Regions from separate parts of the Muntiacus reevesi genome. Here region 1 is linked to region 2. The links are chromatin contacts, called in public Hi-C maps. All regions are on one chromosome and are shown on one strand. The core of a region is the stretch at or near the end of the contact, and the rest is flanking DNA. Distances in the headings are between cores, read along the strand shown. Region 1 holds the start of PDS5A (PDS5 cohesin associated factor A). Region 2 holds the start of UBE2K (ubiquitin conjugating enzyme E2 K).

Region 1 (5,776 bases), core at 369-2,868, 220 kb after region 2:
AGACATTACTATTTTAAGATAAAGCCAAGACAGAACGATACCTTTCAGAAGGGGGTAAAAGAAAAGACGTAAAATATCTTAAAAAAAAAAAGAAAAAAGCCTGGTAGCTGAAACTTAAGGCCAGGCCCAGCAGAGCAGTAATACCCCTGGAGAGAGCACCTCCTACCACAAACGTCTGCGGTGTGAACATTCTGTCCGGAGAAACTTACCTTCAGTCGTTTGATCATTTCGTCCGTGGTGATCTTGTCGGTGATCTCCTTCACCCCCGGAGGGTAAGCGATCTTCCCGTCGGCACTCACGACGCCGCAGAGGGCCGTGGCAGGCTTGGGCTGAGCGGTGAAGTCCATCCTGGGGGACAACTTTTCCTTCACGGTCCTCTACCGGCCTCTATCGGTCAGAAAACAAAAGTTCAGCGGGAAAGGGGCGACTTTGTAACCTCTTTTTTCATTTCAAAAACCCTAATCTGCAGAGGGTCCTTTCTCCAGGGAGGCCGGGGGCTCGGCGGCGGCCTCCCTCCCCGCTCCTCCCCGGGGCTTGGAGCCTGGTGGCCGCCTCGCCGCCCCCACCCACGCGGGCCCCGCAGACCCCGGGCCCTCCCGGCTCCCTGGCACCGGCGGCCGCGGGAAGCGCCGAGCAGCGCCAGGAGTTTCCCGTTCCCCCTTTCACAATGAAATCCCACCCCCAAGCACCGAGGTCCGAAGTTTGGAGGCCTCGAGAGCCCAGCGAGGCCCCTGAGGCCCCGGCTCGGTCAGAGAGAAGCCTCGAATGCCCGCCCGGCCGGTCCCCTCCGGGAAAGGAGACGCGAGGCCTATAGGGCTCGGCTTAGGCCGCAAAACTAGGGACCCAACGGGACCCACACGCAGCGGCGGCTCCCGGGAACCTACGCCCTTGCCGGGCAAAGCTTCGGGACCCCCGGTGTCCCCGCCACGCTCCCGCCCCTCCCGTGTCCCGGTCCCTCACCCCCGCGGGAGGAGAAAACAAGCTGCCCTCCGCCCCGAACCCCGAGCCAGGAAGCGGCTGACGCGGCTCCGCACTTCACATTTTGTTCCTTCAACTTCGGCTCAGGGACCCCGGCGGCTCCTCTCGCCCCCGGCCACTCGGCGCAGTCCGGAGCCGCCGAGGCCTCACCGGCACCTCCGGGCAGCCCCGCCGGGCCTCCGTCCCGCGCCCCCCCCACCCCCGGTCTCCCCTTCCGTCCCCTCCCTCCCCAGCCGAGGGCGGGAGCCGAGCCGCCGCCGCCTTTACCTCCTCCTCATGCGGGCGGAAGGTGCATCGAGCGCCCGGGCCTCTGTCAGGTGGTTGCGCCGCCGCCCCTCTCCGGGCTGCACACAAAGCGGCTCCGCGGGTCCCGCCGCCGCCGCCGCCCGCCCCGGAGCGGCGCTGGGGCTGGCGGTGCCGAGGAGGAGCAGTCGCCGCGGGGGGAGACGCGGGGCGAGTGAGAGCTGGGCGGGGAGACACTGCCGCTCTCCGTCAGGCAGAGGAAGAGCAGCCTCGGAGGAGGCTCCTCCGGGAGCGTGTGCGCGTGTGTCCGCCCCGGACCCCGGCTGCCCGCCCGCCCGCACCTCGCGCCGGCCGGGTCCGCGAGCCGGACCCGGACGCCCCTCGCAGCGGCGCGCGCTGCCGCCCGTGCTCCCGGCAGCCGGCGCCTCTCGCACACAGCGGCCGGTCACGCGAGCGGCGCGAGAGCACGCGAGAGCAGGGCGCGCGCCTCGCCCCCGCCCCTTCCTCCGCCGGCCTTGCCTCCGCCTCCCTCGGGCCTCGAGCGGCGCGCGCGGAGCAAACAGCGCCGCCACCCGGTTGGCGCCAAGACCTGCCGCTCCGAGCGCCTTCGGGAGGACCGGACCCAGAAGGCGAGCAGAGGAGGAGCCTGGCTGGCGGGAAGCGACCCGGCGCCCGCGGCCTTTTGGGGCCAAGTTGCACGAACGGAGTTTCTTCAGTGTTTGCCGCGGAGATGAGTTCATGACTTTTGGGGTTCATCCTAAACGACGTGGATGGACATGGTTGAAAAATGGTTAATTAGTCGGTGATAACGAACTGATTTCCTCCCTAGGGACAGAAGATCTGCAACCTGAGGAAAAGTTTTGCAACATGGCACAACGTGTGCTGCTCATTCCTGTTTCTTTTGACAGCCTCCAGAGTTTGCCCTCTCCTCTTTAGATGTCTAAAATTAATATTTTGAAAACTGCAAAATATGAAAACTGCATTGAGTCCAGTAGTTCTCAAAGAATAGACGAAATTTTCTGGACTGCACTCCCGAACCTAGAAAATCAGGATTTCTGAGACTGGACTTCAGAAATAAGCATGTTTACAAATTCGATACATAGGTCTTGTGAATATGGAGTAACTCGTTAAAAAAATTTTTTTTTAAATATACCAAAGGATAGGTTTTTCGTTCATCCAAAGGAAAACCCGATGCAGTGGTGTTTGAGCAGTTTAAAATAAAAAGCTGAACCAAATGAACCTCGGGAGCACATATATAATTTCCAAAGATGAAGTTAAAAAGAGAAAATAATTTGAAATAGTCTGCAGCTCTTGAAACTGATCGCTACTGTAGTTTAAAATGATATTTGATTATTTAAATTCTTGATGGATATTAATTGATCTTTTCCACATCCTTTGTTTGATCTTAAAAATATTATAGGGGCTGCCCTCACTGAACTGTTTTTCAAGTAATATACAAGGAAGCAATTATCTCAGAATCTAACACACCACAGTTGCTGATTTGCTAGAACTCTGCCCAAAACTCAGAACATTTAGAGTAGCAGGCAGAATTCATTAAGAAACTTCATCCAAACTATTAAACTGACCAAAACCTACACTGTTTTTAGGCTCTTTCTCTCACATATGATTTTAAAAAATCTGTTACATTTAAATAAAGAGGGACTTTTTATTTTCATTCTTGCCATTATTAATTTACCCATTACTAAATGGAGTTTTGTATATATCCATAAAATTGTAATTTTAACTACCTACTTCGTTAATAATGTTTGATTTTATAAACACTCAAAAGATAGTAAGCCCTAAGGATCGTAACACATCAATAGGTTGAACTTGTAAATTCTAAATTATAGGAATTCTGAAATTTCTGTTTTTAATTCCTTTTTAAAAAACATTCCCACTTACAGTAAATGAGAAGTGATACATTCATTTGTGAACAATTATGTGAAGAGGGCCTACTATACAAGGCATTGTTTTGAGCACTGAGAATAAAATCTGTAGTGGGAAAGAACAAAGATCTCTGCCTGTTGTGGTAGAGCTTAATTTATTGGGGGAGAGATAGACAAAAAAAATTAATAAATTGCTATGGAAGAAAATGAAGTAGAGAAGAGGGAGGATGCAGACCACATACAACCTTTTAGGCCTTCTACTTTTGGAAAGACTTTGGCACATACTCTGAGAAGGAAGTGCTTTAAAAAGAGAAGTGATATGATTTATGTTCTATGATCTAGGCAACCTTGGACAAACTACTTAATCTTTCTGTGCCTCATTTTCCTCATCTGTAAAACAGGGATAATTGTTTTTATTTCAGAGAGTCATCGTGAGGGATAAATAAATTAACACTTGTAAAGTGCCTAAAACAGTAACTGGTACATACTAAGTTCTACATAATTTTTTAATATATGTAAAATGAAAGAGTAACTCTAGCTGCTAGGCTGAAAATAATGAGGAGATGCAAATGTAGAAGTAAAACAACCAAGTATAAGACTACTGCAAAAATTCCAAAGAGAGATGGTAGGACTAGGTAATAATAGTGGACGTGATGAAAAAAATTAAAAAAAAAAAGAGATTTAAGAAAATAAGGTGACTCCAAAGTTTTTGGCCTGTGTAGTGACGGATGAAGTTATCTTTAACTGGGAAGGGGAGGACTGTGCTTGGGATAGCTTTAGTCAGGATGTCTTTTAGAATCTAAGCTATTTAAAAGTTAATTTAGCAAACAGTTACTGAACTCCTGTAAGGCATTGTACTAGGCACTGGGCAAATATTTAGAAAACAAGAAGACAAAGTTCCTGCTCTTGACAGGAACAGAGTCTAATGGAGGAATCACAGGCATACGTACCATAATTCGAGGCAAGGCTGTGATTTATTCCACAATAGGGATTTAAATTGTATTGTCTAAGAGCCTAAGAAAGGAATGCTATGGGAACTTCCCAAAGGGAGGGCTATTTGAGGCTGGGCATTGGAGGGTGAATTGTTACTGAGTAGTTGTGAGAAGAGCAATAGCTAATAGAGATAACCACAAGGTGAAAAAAGGCTTGGAGGTAATTAAGTGCAATTTCTTTTTGAGGAAAAGACTTTGGTGTGATTAGAACAATAATTGTATAAAAGAGTGGCTTGACTTTGTGAGCCTTATTCTGCACTCATATAATTTCCATCAGCCCCCTCCCATAGACACATGTACAAACATACAATCTGTGTACAAAATGACATCCAATGCAGCTTCAGGACAAACCCCCAACCCCCTATTTCAATCACCTTACCAACCATGAATTCTCTCTACATAGAAATTCTAGATCCAAACTCTGGGCCACCACAACAATGGAAATGTTTCACACTTGCTTTGTCCAGTAGGTCCTAACCACATGCAACTATAAAATGCCTGAAAAGTGACTGATGAAATGGAGGAACTAAATTTTTAATTTAATTTAAAAAATCTAAACAACGATATGTGGCTAGTGGTTGCTATATTGGACAGTGCAGTTCTAGAGAACAGAGTTTGTAGGAGTGATTGCCAGAAGGTGAGGGTAGAGGATAAACTGTGTTCGCACTAAATACTGCAGAGGTTGAACAGAGTGGCAGTTTCAAAGGATGAACTGGGGCAATAGGACACTAAAGCCATTTATAGTGAAAGTGAATGAAGGTAAAAATACCAACAGAAAAAATGCAAAAATATCTAAGATATTTAAAGCAGATTTTATAAATATGTTTTCTATTTATCTGAAATTCTTTATTTGCTTTTCAATTTAAAATGTAACTAGCTAAGTTTATCCTGAGTAATTTCACAAATTACAAATCTGAAACTTCCATGTACCTCTGGTCCCAGAGAAATTTTAATGATATGTCATAATTAGTGAAACTAAAAAAAATGGTATTTTATTTTAGAGTCTTTCCAGATATCACTGACAGCTTGGCTAGAACAAATATATGTAGGCACAGGATAATACCATATCTATCTGTGGTGAATGAAATGAATTTTACATGTTTCACTGATGACTAAAAATATAAAGTCTGAATCATTTTGGCTTAGTATGATCAAGATGTTAATGATTAACTTGTTTGTCATGGTAATTTAAAGACTTTATTTGAATCCTGTCTGATATCTTTGGCTTGATGCACATCTCTTTTCAATTTAAAGTGTGAAAGCTGACCTGCATCATTAATTATATTAGCTTTCTTAAAATTGTTTTTATCAAAATTAAGTATTATTTAGCAAACTAAGACTAAATATTTTCAAATACGAAAGAAACTACAGATATAAACAACTTGGGTAAATCTTAGTGACATAATATGGTAACCTGTTTATAAAGTTCAAAAGCAAGGCTCAAGATGTTGGTTACCCCAGGAGTATGAGGGAAAGCAGGGAATATAGGAAGACCACAGGGGAAATGAATATATAGACAGATATGTTCTTGTTAAAGCTTTCTTCTTCGGTGTAGTGGTGGCTTCATATATGTTCACTATGTGATAGGTGAATGGAAGGATGAATGAATGAGGGCAATCCATGGGCCAGTAAGGGATGTGTTTATAACCCAAGTAACGTTCAGTCACTCAGTCGTGT
Region 2 (6,482 bases), core at 1,394-3,893:
TAACAGTGAAGAGATTATAACATGCATTATGGAAATTCACTTTTAAAAATTTAGTGTTGAATGGGTAAAATATACAACACCATACATGATGAAGTCTTCCACTTTGCCTTCCCCAAGGAACTGAAGTTGCTATCTCAGAGATTTACCATCGCTGTCAGTTTCTGAGGTATTTTTCCAGTGATATTTTATGGATTCACAAGCATATACACAAACATATTCCTTTCTTCCCTCACATAAATGGTGGTATACTATACATAATCTAGACAGACTCTTAATTTTTAAAAAACAGTAATTATTTATTTATTTGGCTGCACTGGGTCTTAGTTGCAGCATGCAAGATATTCAGTTGTGGCATATGAACTCTTAGTTGAGGCACGTGTGATATAGTTCCCTGACCAGGGATCGAACCTGGGCCCCCTGTATTGGGAACACCAGGAAAGTCCCAATAATGATTTTTTAAGTAAACTTTTTCTTTTGGAATAATTTTGGATTTACAGAAATGTTTCAGAGAATCTTGTATACCCTTTACTAACTTCTATTAATGTTAGCATCTTACATAATCATAGTACCATGTCAAACTAAGAAATTAACAGTGTTACACTATTAACTAAATTACAAAATTTATTCAGATTTCACTAATTATGTCCTTTTGGTTCCAGGATCCAATCCAGGATACCACATCACTTTCAGCATAGTGTTCTTTTTCTCCCTAAAGTATATTTTGAGGATTGCCTCAGGTCAGTTAATTGGCAGTTGCCTCGAATTCTGTAAATACGAAGGACTTTAATAGGACTGTAAATAGGAAGGACTGTAAAAATGTAGCGAAAGTGGAATTTCAGGGCCAGTGATTATGTGCATTTAAAAATTACCAAACTTCTCTTCCCAAAGAAATTAGCATACCTTTCTAATTAGTTCTGTGATTTGAGTGTTTTAAATTTCTTTGAACCGCCAAGATGAATATTGGGGACTGAATGAAGTGATAAAGGTAAAGTATTCAAAAAGTTTTTTCACACATTGAAATAATTATTTTTAATGTACTGGCACAAATACACACAGCATTGCAAGACTTCTACATTATACCATATTTTATTGGGCCATGACCCACATGTATAGTTAGTTCGCCTTAGGACCACTAGGGGGCTCTGCTGGAAGGGTTTTTCATAGTTCTTCCGTTCAGGGCAATGTTTCCAGATGATGCTTTAGAATTCTAAACTCTTAAAACTTGGAAGAGATCAGCTCATCCAGCTTCCTTATTTTGCAGAAGAGGAAATCAAGGTTGAAAGAGAGAGAGCTGGTATGGAAGAGGGCTGGAATTTAAAATCCCCTCTTGGTTCCTGCGGCAGGAGTTCAAGAAATTCTTTTTTTGCCATGTGCCTCCACTGAATGACTCATACCCAGGGGCTTATTTTTTTTTTTTTACTGCCACAATTTTAGTAATTTTTGCTAAGATGGTGTATTTGTAATATTTTCCTAACAGGACGCTTTACTGATTAGTTAGGTGAAAGAAGTGCATGAAATATAAACTTCTAAATAAATATTATTTATTACAAAATGTTTTCTACTCAAAGCATCCCTTAGTATCAAAACCATATTACTGGCAGCCCTAGAAATCACTTTTAAACTGCCTTTCAAACTTACTTCCCGCTTAAAACATTTACTGTTTGCTCATTTATTCATTCAATATTCATTGAGTGCCTACTAGCACCAGCCACTGTTGTACACTCTAGGCCTACAGAAGTAACGCTGTCCTTCCTCCCCAAGAAGCATAGGTTTCTCTAGTTTTCCCTTTAACATAAACTATTTTCGCATATCTTAGTTCAGTGGTTCTCATACTGTGGAATCTGAACCAACAGCACGAGCAGCAGCACCTGAGAACTTGCTAAAAATGCAAATTAGGCCCACCTTACACTCTTTTTTGTTTTTTCTTAAGCTCTCCAGGGATCCTCATGTGCATTCAAACTTTAAAGCTATGGTTTTCGTTCCACGGCTTGTTATTAATTATCTTAAGTAGGCCAAAGATCAACATCTGGCTTCTAAACCCATCTCAGGCATCTCCACTGAGACCCGGTCTCAACTACAGCTGAGACACAACGACCACACTTAATGCAATGATTTGTTGTACCTGGAAAGATCCTGGGAGGTCTGCAGTAACAGAACCGTAACGGCTGCAGGGCAAAAACGAACCGCAGTGGCTTTTCAGAACCAAGAGAAAATGGGCCAGACCGGGTTCCCGGACAGTGTGTTCCGACACTAGACACAGCCGGATACATCAAGCCCGTGGTCCGGCTGAGTCAGGGCGACGCTCTAAGCCCAGAGGGGGCCGCGCGAGCCCGTCAGGCTGGACTCGAACCTTCGGTTAGAGGCGAAGGTCTGGAAGCCTCCCCCGTACCAGCTCCGTTCGTACAGGGGCGGAGGCGCCGGAGACGACCCGTGAGGCCCGGGAAGCCCCGGCCCGCACGGAGGCCGCACCCGCCTGGCCCCAGACGTCGGCGGGGCGGAGCCACGCGGCCGCAGCTCAGGCGGAGACGCGCCGCACGGCGCGGCGCAGGTTCGCGGCTGAGGCGTATGGGGCTGCACCGGGAGCGGCTGCGCCGCCCGGCCGGGTCGGCGTCGTGCGCATGCGCGGACCCGGCGCCATTTTGGTGGCCGGGCGCGGAGGTGATTCCACACTGGAGATAGCGCGGCGGCCGGGCTGGCAGTGGCAGCGTCCGTGCGCCCGGGTGTGAATCGCCGGCGGAGGAGGCGGTGGAGGAAGAGGTGGCGGCGGCGGCGGCGGTCGTAGCGGTGGCGGAGGAGGCGGGTACGAATCAGCTGCGGGCGGAGACATGGCCAACATCGCGGTGCAGCGAATCAAGCGAGAGTTCAAGGAGGTGCTGAAGAGCGAGGAGGTCAGAAATGAGCTCCCGGACGTCCCCACTCAGCCCGGGCGGGAGGGCCCTTCCGGCGGCAGTCCCGACACCCCCGTAACCCCCGCTGGCCTGCTCGGCGGCCGCCCTCCGCCTGTGGGGAAGCAGCCGTCTCCCCTCCTCCCGCCGCCTTCCCCTCCCCTCCCCTCCCCGGGCCCTGGGGTGGACGGTCTCGCGGGCGGGGGCTCTGGGGAGGAACAAGGTTTCGGGGGCAGATGGAGAAAGGGCGCTTATCGGCGGGCGTGAGCTCCAGAGAGCGCCCCACGGCAGTGGCAGCAGCTGGAAGTGTGACCAGGGTGGGGAGGTAGCAGGCCGAGCCTGAGAAAACCCGGGAAGTGGGTTGGGGGAAGGGGAAAGGTGGTAACTGGATCCGGAGAGCCGCGCTGCTCGAAGGCCCACACTTTTCAGGGTATTCTGGGTTATAGCCGGTCTGGCTGCCACCGTCCTTTCCTACGGAAGGAGTGATTGATGAAAGAAGGACGTTCGGAGTTAACTCCGTCTCGGTGGGGTGTTGGGAGAAATGAGAAGGCATAATGGGGTACTAGCTTATTTGAGTGGGCGATAAGGGAATTTTCACCTGAGATAGAAAATTAATTCCGTATTAGACCATTATCTCTCATTTCCACTTACTCCGACATTCTAGGCCTCTTTTTCGATTGACATCTGAGGCTTTTTGACTGGGTAAAAGCAGGTTCGGTATATTAAAGACGTTTAAATATTTTTAGCTAGGATTAGGAAAAAATTGTGGAGTGTATGAGTAGCTTATTTCAAAATACTGTTTACAAGTTACAGATGAGAGGGTCTGTCCTAAGACAATGCCTTTGTGACACTTGTGTTGTGCCATGAAACTTCATTATGATGTCCCCATAGTTAATTCTTACTTTTGAAAAACTGCCCTGCTTAAAAACATGAGATTTCAGATTAATACATTGTTATGTTTCCTTATTAAGTAGGTTTATCCCAACATATATCTGAAATGATTAAAAATGTTTTTGTTTCAAGCTACTCTTGAGTCCTGTAGAAATTTTAGATTGGCTGATATTGGCCACATTTGTTAATGTATTTTAAATGTTTTGGTAATTTGACTCAAAATTATGAAAGTATAGTACAGTTAGGTTTTCACACCCAAAATCAACGAGAATGTTAGTTTGTTTTTCCTCCTTGGACTCAACAAAGATTAAAAATACTGAATGGTTATTTTCAAGATGTCACATTATCATTATCGAATATATTATTGTTATTTGTGTTTTTCTCTTACGTTGGTACTTTAATGATCTCAAAGATTTGTGAAATTCAGCACTCTAAGTATGTGATGAGTTATTGACTAGTCTGATAGCAAGCACTTGAACTTTATTTGTGCCACTGAATCTGAAGTGATTGTGTATCTTTACAGTTAGACGTGGAGAAGATTCTTTAAAATTGTTTAAAAATGCCAAATCCTAGCAGATTTATTGAATATAATAATATATAAGTAATGATTAGTTTTACAGAGCATGTGTATGAACTCTGACCTCTGTATTTGTTCAAGTGCCAAAACTCTGAATGGAAGGATGACTTTGTGTTTTTGTGGTATAGTGCAGAAAAAGAATCATAAATACCTGCACTGTGATACATAGTGAGACAGTGATTCTAAATTTTTCTTTAGTAAGAAAATATTTTCCAGGATACTTGACATATATCTTCCTAATGAAAGTTTGCAGCTAATATTACTGCCAGTAGCCTAGAACATTTCTTCTTTAATATAGTTGCACAAGCCTGAAACTTAATATAAGACTTTAATGCTTTATTTTCTATTACTTAAAAGTGGTCACTGCTCTCATAATTTGTATGGTGTCTGCATTATGTGAGGTGGCTTTTCACCATGATATTCTTAGTACTTGAAGTTTAAAGGAAATCTTGTATTGCTCTAGTAATGCATATTGTTAAAATAATACAGCTTTTTATATATAAGCAATGATGAAACCTTGTTTCAAGTAAGTGACATAGTGTTTCAGAGGAAGAAAACAAAATCCAAACAGGAAAATTATTTTTTTAAGAACAATGCCTTTATAAATCTGGAATGAAACTTCTTCCAGAAAGAACATTTAGGAAAGCGTCAGATAATTTAATATTGGAAAATATAACCAATAAATAGCTTCATTTTCACCAATGTATTTTATTTCATTGATACTTAACAAGTCCAATTCTATAGGTGGATTCTGTTGATTTTTTTTTTTTTAAACATTTATTTTTATTTATTTGGCTGCATAGAGTCTTAGCTGTGGCATGTGGGATCTAGTTCCCTAACCAGGGATCGAACCCAGCCACCCTGTATCAGGAGCGCAGAGTCTTAGCCACTGGACCACCAAGGAATTCCCTGTTGATTATTTTCAGTGCATTGAAGTACAATCCGCATGTTTCCTTTTTGTGTATGTAAATGCAGTATTTGAGTGGCTGGTGTAATAGTCAAGTATTTCCTCACGTCATCTATGTAAATCTTCATTTTACTGAAGTTTATTTCATATTTTTGTGTTTACTAAGAATCTCAGTTGATTTTAAGGGTTCCCCCTCCCCCCTTTTAAGTGTCTTTGTAAAGATAGTTTACATCTGGCGGTAAGAAGTTGTCAATGGCCACTGTTGGAGTGTGTTGTTAATTAAAATACAGCCTCAAGATAAATTAAATGTGAAAAGTACAGGGTAGAATCAGAATAGTGAGAGGAGGCCACCATTAGTGTCAGAAGTAGGGGAGTATGTGTATTTGGATAGGTGAAAGGATGAATGAGAACTTGGTAACATTGTTTCTCTGTAGGAGAATTGGATGTCTGAGGCAACAGGCATCAAAAGAGTCCTTTTGAATTTTGAGTCATGCTAATATGTTATTTACTAAAAATAAATAAACCATGTAGGCCTTTTTTCCATGAGACTGTGTTTGGCAATCTGTCACTTGTCTGAGATATTAATTTATTTAAATCTGTGTAGGTTTAAGTAATATTTCAAAGTTGCAAGGAATAGAAAATTGATTTAAAGTACACTTAATAGGTGTTTTTTTAGTTGAATTACATAAGTGAATTGTAGCTTATGAGGACAGAGTAAAGCTATGATCTGTACTCATAGGTTATATTGTTATTTACTATAAATTGTTACTGGTGTTAACAACCATCATTTGTGAAGGAACTAGCAGCTCCATCTGTTTATATACATTACTGCTAATTCTCAAGAACAGGTCCTTGAATGAGATTTTTTATTTCTTAGATGAGAACATTGAGATTCAGAGAAGTTAAATTATTTGTCTGCAAACATGCACCGTTGGGATTTAGATCTAAGTTTGCTGGTGTTTATATTGTACCATGCTCTTCTGACTTGTCAAGTGTAGGTATACTTTTAATTATTTAAAAATAATTGAACCTGGTTCGTATTACTGATTAAAAGATTTAAATGCAGCCTAATTTAATTGTTTAAACATTAAGCATTGCCTGTAATTAAAGGTTTGCTTACATTTCAGTATGCAGAATATTTTTAAATTTGAAGTTCACTGAAGTAAAATGCCCGTAAATCAGTCCACATACCCTTGTTTGTTCTCTTCCTGTATGGTACCTG

The links. Hi-C and Micro-C count contacts between places; a contact is called where the count stands out from the background.
Region 1: a Hi-C map of muscle shows a contact between it and region 2, with 12 times the contacts expected there. The contact joins the promoter of PDS5A here to the promoter of UBE2K in region 2. A contact is called at or near these places in 2 of 3 Hi-C or Micro-C datasets (blood and muscle).

Annotation. Positions count from the first base shown.
Region 1 is chr16:55,412,828-55,418,603 of mMunRee1.1, forward strand. It overlaps PDS5A (PDS5 cohesin associated factor A), which reads right to left and starts at 1,619. Exons shown (of 33, transcript XM_065907581.1): 1 at 1,246-1,619; 2 at 210-387. The coding sequence starts at 347.
Region 2 is chr16:55,189,213-55,195,694 of mMunRee1.1, forward strand. It overlaps UBE2K (ubiquitin conjugating enzyme E2 K), which reads left to right and starts at 2,644. Exons shown (of 7, transcript XM_065907254.1): 1 at 2,644-2,888. The coding sequence starts at 2,826. It overlaps SMIM14 (small integral membrane protein 14), which reads right to left and starts at 2,349. Exons shown (of 5, transcript XM_065907489.1): 1 at 2,123-2,349. The coding sequence starts at 2,270.